Linked DNA regions of Callithrix jacchus: region 2 is linked to region 1. Evidence: chromatin contacts called from public Hi-C data. All regions are on one chromosome and are shown on one strand. The core of a region is the stretch at or near the end of the contact, and the rest is flanking DNA. Distances in the headings are between cores, read along the strand shown. Region 1 has its middle 19 kb from the start of CDH23. Region 2 has its middle 11 kb from the start of SLC29A3.

Region 1 (3,433 bases), core at 549-3,048:
ACACAGGGCTTGGAATCAGAGAACTCTAAACCTCGGTATCCTCATCTGTAAAATGGAGATAATCCTGCATGCCTCGACATTCTGATCATGTCAGGGTGCCTTGTGAACTGCAAACTAATTAAACTAGTTTTAACGAGTAACAGTTATATCAGTATCAAAGAGTAGCTGTAGTCACAGCTTTGTAAGAGACACATTCCTCTGTTTACTTAAGACAGGAATAACCTGGAGTTCATTTCCACCACTCCCTGGAGTTTCAAGTCCTTAAAAATCTTCAAGCTGGTTTGGCTTTGGGTCTTCTACTTCCTGTTTACACTTTGGTCCACCTCTATTTTTGCCCGTTCCTCCCCATCTTCCAGTTATACCTAACACCACCACTGACACTGACACTGACACTGACCAACATAAGCTGTGTTATTGTAAATTCTTGGCAAATAATTTAGGAACTGCCTCTTCTTTTTCACCTAAAAAATCACTATGGCCGGGCACAGTAGCTCATGCCTATAATCCCAGCACTTCGGGAGGCCGAGGTGGGCAGATCATTTGAGGTTAGGAGTTCAAGACCAGCCTAACCAATATGGTGAAACCCCATCTCTACTAAAAATAAAAAATCAGCTGGGCATGGTGGCATGCACCTGTAAGCCCTTCTACTCAGGAAGCAGAGGCAGGAGAATCGCTTGAACCTAAGAGGCGGAGGTTGCAGTGAGCCGAGATAGCACTACTGCACTCCAGCCTGGGCGACAGAACAAGATTCCATCTCAAAAAAAAAAAAAGTCTGCTAGAGCAGTCTGTGCTACAAGAGGTATGCAGATTTTTATCAGGCCCAGAGAGACTGAGTTTGGGACTTTGGTCATTCCCTGCCCCCGTGCCAGGGCAATTTTTTAAGGACATTTTATTCTTAATTAGCCTCACCCATCATCTTCATGTTCCTGGAATTTGTGGTACAAAGAACAATGTATAGCCAACCAATAGTTTATGTTATTTTTATGTGACTCACTACTGTGCAGTGAGTAGTGTGGTGATGTAGTCACAGCTCACTGAAGCCTCAACCTCCCTGGCTCAAGCAATCCTTCTACCTCAGCCTTCCAGGTAGCTGGCACTACAGGTGCACCACCACACCTGGTTAATTTTTGTATATATATATATATATATTTGTAGAGGCAGGGTTTTTCCATCTTTCCCAGGATGGTCTCGAACTCCCAGGCTCAAACAATCTGCCTGCTCTTTGGCCTCCCACACTGCTGGGATTATAGGTGTGAGCCACCCCTCATCTCCCTGCATTGCCCAGGCTGGAATGCAGTGGTGTGATCTCGGCTCACTGCAACCTCCACCTCCTGGGTTCAAGTGATTATCCTGCCTCAGCCTCCCGAGTAGCTGAGACTACAGGTGTGCACCACCACATCTGGCTACCATAGTTGGCCAGTCTCGTCTCAAACTCCTGATCTCAAGTGATCCACCCACATCAGCCTCCTAAAGTGCTGGCATTACAGGCGTGAGCCACAGTGTCAAGCCCTGTCTTTTCTCAAGGTCAGTTGGCCTCTTCTTTTTCCCTTAAAAATTCAACGTCACAGAGCTGGACCAAGTTGGTTAGGCTGAGGGATAGGTCCTGGAGTGCTCCGATCTCTGGGCCTCAAGGCCCAAGCTGGGGAGGCACAGCAGGTGGGGAGGTGACCAGGCCGCCGGCGGATGCTCCCGGAAGATGCTCCAAGCTGCCGCTCCGGGTCTTCTCTGCACTAGGGCTGCCCGGAGACTCCCATGGCAGTGACACAGGAAGCGGGGTGCGGCGAATCGTCAGGTCCGCAAGGCCACCCCGTTCAGCAACCCACGGCGATGCCGGGCCCGCAGCGCTGAGCTCGGCCAGGAATAGCTCCTAAAGCCAGGGCCTGGACCGCCCCGCTAGCCTCTCTGTCAGGCAAACCGCAACCGGTCATAAAGCAGATGGTCGCGCGCGGCTTCCGGGAGCCGCGGGGCAGGCCGGTAGCCGGGCCACACAGCCAATCCCCGCGCGGGGGCCGTCAACAGTTACCCGGCAACGGGGCGGACGCCCAGTCGAGGGGGCGGAGCCAGTGGGTCAGGGAGAGCGGGCTTGAAAACTCTAGGGAGAGGCGACCTGCCAATTCCGGAATTTTGTTCTGTCCCCAGGTCACTCATTCCTACCTGGTCCTGGAAGAAGATTGTCAACGCAAATGATAAAAACCAGAAATAAACCATGGGAACAACTAATGATTTAAAAAGATACTCATATTTGTTGAGCACTTACTATTGGCCTGACTCTTTGCAGGGATTATTTAATTTGATCATCTGATTTTGTAGGGAAAGTATGTTCACTGTCCCAATTTGTAAATGAGTAAACAGGAGTTTAGACAGATTAAGCATCTTGGCCAAACTACCTCAAACTAGGAAGTGGCAGAGCTGGAATTTGAACTTGGGTGGTCATGAACTCAGGTGGCTTGTCTTCTTAATGAGTCAAACCGTCTACACACATTTCACTTCAGGGAACCTAAATATGTGTTCTATCGAATCCATGCAGGGCCATTCCAGGTTTTATGGGGTCTGAAGCTTGGACAATTTGGGGGTACCTCTTTTGAAAAAAAAAAAGAATAAAAAATGCAAATATAAAATTATGTACAAAAAAGAACTTATTTCGAATGTAAAAAGAAATCACAATAAAATATTTTTGCTACTTTTACAAAAATATATGACCATATGAATGCCTAGCTAGGGACTCAGTAAAGCCATCTTTGACCCTTAGCTTCCATTGAAATCCTTCAACCAGATGTCAAACTATCTTGCCGGCTTCTCTGAGGTTCTCCTCCCCACCCTGTCTCCCAGCCAAAGGGCCTGAAGACCCTAGCAACAGGCTTAATAGAGCTTTTCTGGCTGTAGGAGCAATTTGGCCTGAGTCAACTTGAGTGCCAGAGGGTGAATGCACTCAGAAGCAGTCCTCAAATACTGATTGTACAGAGAGTTGGTGGATAAATTCCCTAGCTTCCTCACCCCTCAAGTGAGATGATGCTGAGACACTTGGTGGTTCTTAGGGTGTAGTCCCAGACCAGCAGCAATCTGTACCACTTGAGAACTTGTTAGAGATGCAAATTCTCAGGCTACTACTACCCTGTACCTACTGAATCTGAAACTCTCCGGGCTGGGGCCCAGTCATTGGTGTTTTAACGAGCCCTCCTAGTGAGTCTGTGCTGAGTTTGAGAACCACTCTTCTGTGAGGCTGTTCCCCAGAGCTCCCTTATGGGTTTGAGCTCCCATTGTCTACAATGGTAACCTGCTTGATAGAAAATCATTTCCGGTCTCTTTCCCTTTCTTACCTCACTTCCTCATTCTTCAGCTGGAGCTTCCAGAAGTCACTTCTAATACACTACTTGCATTTAAATCCTTGTCTGGGATTGGCTTCTAGAGAAACACCACCTTAGATAGAGAACAA
Region 2 (3,433 bases), core at 494-2,993, 69 kb before region 1:
GAGGCCGAGGCAGCAGGATTGCTTGAGGCCAGTAGTTGGTGATCAGCCTGGAGAGCACAGTAAGAGTCCATCTCTACAAAATAAAAATCCATTTTTAAAATTGTCAGGCATGGTGTCACATGCCTGTGATCCCAGCTATTTGGGAGGCTGAGGCAAGATCTCTTGAGCCCAGGAGTTGAAGGCTACAGTAAGCTATGATGGTGCCACTGCACTCCAGCCTGGGCAACAGAGTGAGACCTTCTCTTTAAAAAAAAGACAACAAAAAACCTTCTTATTAAAAAAAGATGCTGATGCCCCTTTAGCAGGCTAGACATGAAGGCTGCTATCTGCCAGAGGTGCTCAGATGGTCCACAGGCCCTACTCGCGCGAGTTTATGAGTGTAAGTCGGAGTCCTCTCAGTGATCTCAACTCAGGAGTTGCAGTCTAGGGGAGGAGCACCAGTGAGTTCCTGCTTTCCTGCAATCAGGAAGGGCTGGGCAGCCAGGCCCACTGGGGGTGGCTTGAACCTGCACACTTAGTTTCTCTACTTAAAAGGCTTCCTAAACATGAGGGACCTTGATACCTAGAAATTCAGTAATATTGTTCTAATCCACAGATGGGCCCAGGACTGGGGGAAGGGTAGTACATCAGGCCTGGACTCAGCCCCCAGGCAGCTCACAGTAGAATAGAGTGAATTATCATAGCTGGTACCACGCACCCTGAGACGGTGCCCACAGAGTGTCGGGGGGCAGGAAGATGGGAAGGGATCCCTCTAGCTGCCCCACCTCCAGAGATGGTGATGTGTATGCAGGCTGGCAGAATCCAAGAGAGTACAGGAGCAGGCTGGGGTCTGGGACGACAGAGGGATGTGGCTCCCTACTGGTCACCTGCCTACTGTCACATGAATTTGCTCCTGGGCATTGGGATCAGCTTGAAGAAGCTGGGCCTCAGGAGTTTGTCCACAGACCAAGGGTCAAAAACACGCATGTCTCCAGACTGCTCAGTCATGTGAATGAGAGAAGCCGCCAAACCAGCAACTCACTTCACAAAGAAATGTGCCTGCTCAGCATTTTCTTGAAACATCAAGCTGTCTCAGCATATCATTCATTTCTCACTTTTCTTAGCAGCACAGGTCTCTACTTGAGTGAAATAGAGGACAGACATCCTGTTCAGTGGCCTTTCATATTTGGCTGCAGTGCTATAGGGAAGTGATAGGGAGAAGTGGGGGCTGTAACCAACTGGAGACTACAGAGCCCACTTGTAGGGGTAGGCCCTCACCACTCAAATCTGTGAGTGCCTAGGACTGCACCATCCTCCTTTTAGAAACCAGAAACCAGGGTTTGGAAATGTACCTGAAATCATTCTATTTGTATCTGTTGGCTCCAATTGTTTTTAAACTGCAGGCCAAACAATATCCATCCAGTTTGTGATCTGTCCCAGTTTGTGGGAAGCTATGGAAAGGTTTTGAAGCAAGGGAGGGTCAGGCTTAACTTCAGGGGTTTGCCGGCTGGGACATAGTCCTGAGCCCCTGGCCCTCTCTAGAGACTGCCAGGCACCCCTGCCAGGGTGTTGCATTCCCTGGATTGCATCAGGGGACCATGATGCCCACACCACCTACCTCCCTCCTTCGTCCCTCTGGGTTAGTGGCTAAGGCTGGTCCTCTCCCCATGAGCCTCTCCTCTGCCTGATGAAACTCAAGGCAGGGCTTGGCTACCAGGCCCTGAGGTTGCAACAATTCTCCTGCTACCAGGTACCCAAGGACAGATGCCCAGAACCCACATCAGTATATACTGCCATTACCCCAAGGGAGTGCACTGGCCAGAGGTTATGGCCAAGGACTGCCAGGGTTCATTTGGATCTATTTCACAGGCTTCTAGGATGGCAAAGGTAGGGGTCCTTGGCTGTGATCTAATCCATCCTCATCTGATTCCAGAACTCCTTCCACAATGGCTCATACAAGGACTTCCCCAGTCTCTGCTTGAATACTTCCAGAGATGAGGAACTCTCTACTTCCTAATTGTCACAGTAGCTGGCATTTTAATAAATTCCTACTTATTTTCACAGCAGGGGCTGCTTTTATCCACAGGAACCGACAGGAGTAAGTCTAAGCCTTCTACTCCATGCCACCTTTTTGAATATTTGAAAACAGTTTTCTTGGCCCACTCTGCCTCTTTTCCTCCTGCCAAGTGCTCCTATGTCTCACGAGGCTGAGCTCAGCATCCATGTGCCCATTGGTGCTCCCTCGGGGTTCTGGTGGCTTGCCTCCACTTCCTCAATTCCCACAGTGTAATTACAAAGCTAACATTATACATAGTTCCAGCTCAGTGGCAGGTTTAAGGCAACAAGCTTTGGGGTCAGCCTGACCTTGGTTTATGGCCAGACTCTACCATCTGCTCTCCATGTGACCTTGAGCCAATTGCCTAAACTCCTGGAACCTCAGATTTTCCAGCAATGAGGATAACAAACCTTCTCTGTAGACTTACTGTAAGGATTAAATGAGGTAATATGTATAAATATTGAGAGTGATCAGCATTAATCTCTTTCCATTTTGTCATCATCAGCATCAGCAGTTGCTGGTGTGTCACTGGATGATCACTATCTCTTTTCGCCCATTAGATAAAGATGAGAAGGAGGAATATGCTCCTTGCATTTGCAGACAGCTGCAAATTTGCAGATTACCAAGCACCATGTGTCCCACATTTTCTCTTTAGATAGCCAGGAGGAGGCCAGGGAGCCACATGGCTAGAGCACTGACTCCCAGTCCAGTGCTCTCGCTCTGGCCCCACACAGTGGGAAGCACAAGCCAGCTGTAGCCTTTTACTCCCTAGCCTGTACTGCCCCTGATATTGACATATCTCTATGGCATTCCGCAAACACCATCATGCCAATGCTTTCCTTGATTACCGGAATGAATCCCACTGCAACTCCGCTGGAGGCAGTCAGGACAGGGACCTTCCTTTTGGCCTCACAGGTGGATAAACACAGGACAATTAGCATCTTGCCCACTTGGATTGGAAGCAGAACTCCAGCACATCTGGGCTAACATAGATGATTAGCCAGCTTCGGTCTCAGCTCAACACAACCCTCCATCCATTAAACAAACTTTTACAGTTCTCATGTTGGTGGAAGGAAGACAGACTATTTAAAAATGTGATATGTAAAGATACACAAATAATAAAGCCGGGCTATGAGTGAGGATAACTGGGGAAGTCAGGGAAGACCACGTCAGCGCCCAAGACAGAGATATGAGGAACCGAGAAACCAGAATCTTAGAGAGAAGGGACGCTCAGAGAAGTTTGGTATTCTGTCCTTCTCCCGCAACCCAAACCCCCGTGCCCAAGTCACCTGCTGATTTCTAATCAGTGCGTACCAAACTGAAAGCAGCAGGTAAGAGGCTGAGAAGCCAAGCAGAGCTTTTGACAGACCCACCACTACAGGGCACAACACTGGGAGT

The links. A called contact is a pair of places that touch in the nucleus more often than the background predicts.
Region 2: a Hi-C map of induced pluripotent stem cells shows a contact between it and region 1, with 2.4 times the contacts expected there. The contact joins two enhancer-like sites. A contact is called at or near these places in 2 of 3 Hi-C or Micro-C datasets (induced pluripotent stem cells and skeletal muscle).

Annotation. Positions count from the first base shown.
Region 1 is chr12:58,766,881-58,770,313 of calJac240_pri, reverse strand. No RefSeq gene overlaps it. Among named protein-coding and RNA genes, the nearest start is that of CDH23, 19 kb to the right of the region's middle. Within about 2 kb of position 1,798, at least 9 of the 16 cell types and tissues checked have an H3K27ac peak or open chromatin away from gene starts, as enhancers often do.
Region 2 is chr12:58,835,896-58,839,328 of calJac240_pri, reverse strand. No RefSeq gene overlaps it. Among named protein-coding and RNA genes, the nearest start is that of SLC29A3, 11 kb to the right of the region's middle. Within about 2 kb of position 1,743, at least 2 of the 16 cell types and tissues checked have an H3K27ac peak or open chromatin away from gene starts, as enhancers often do.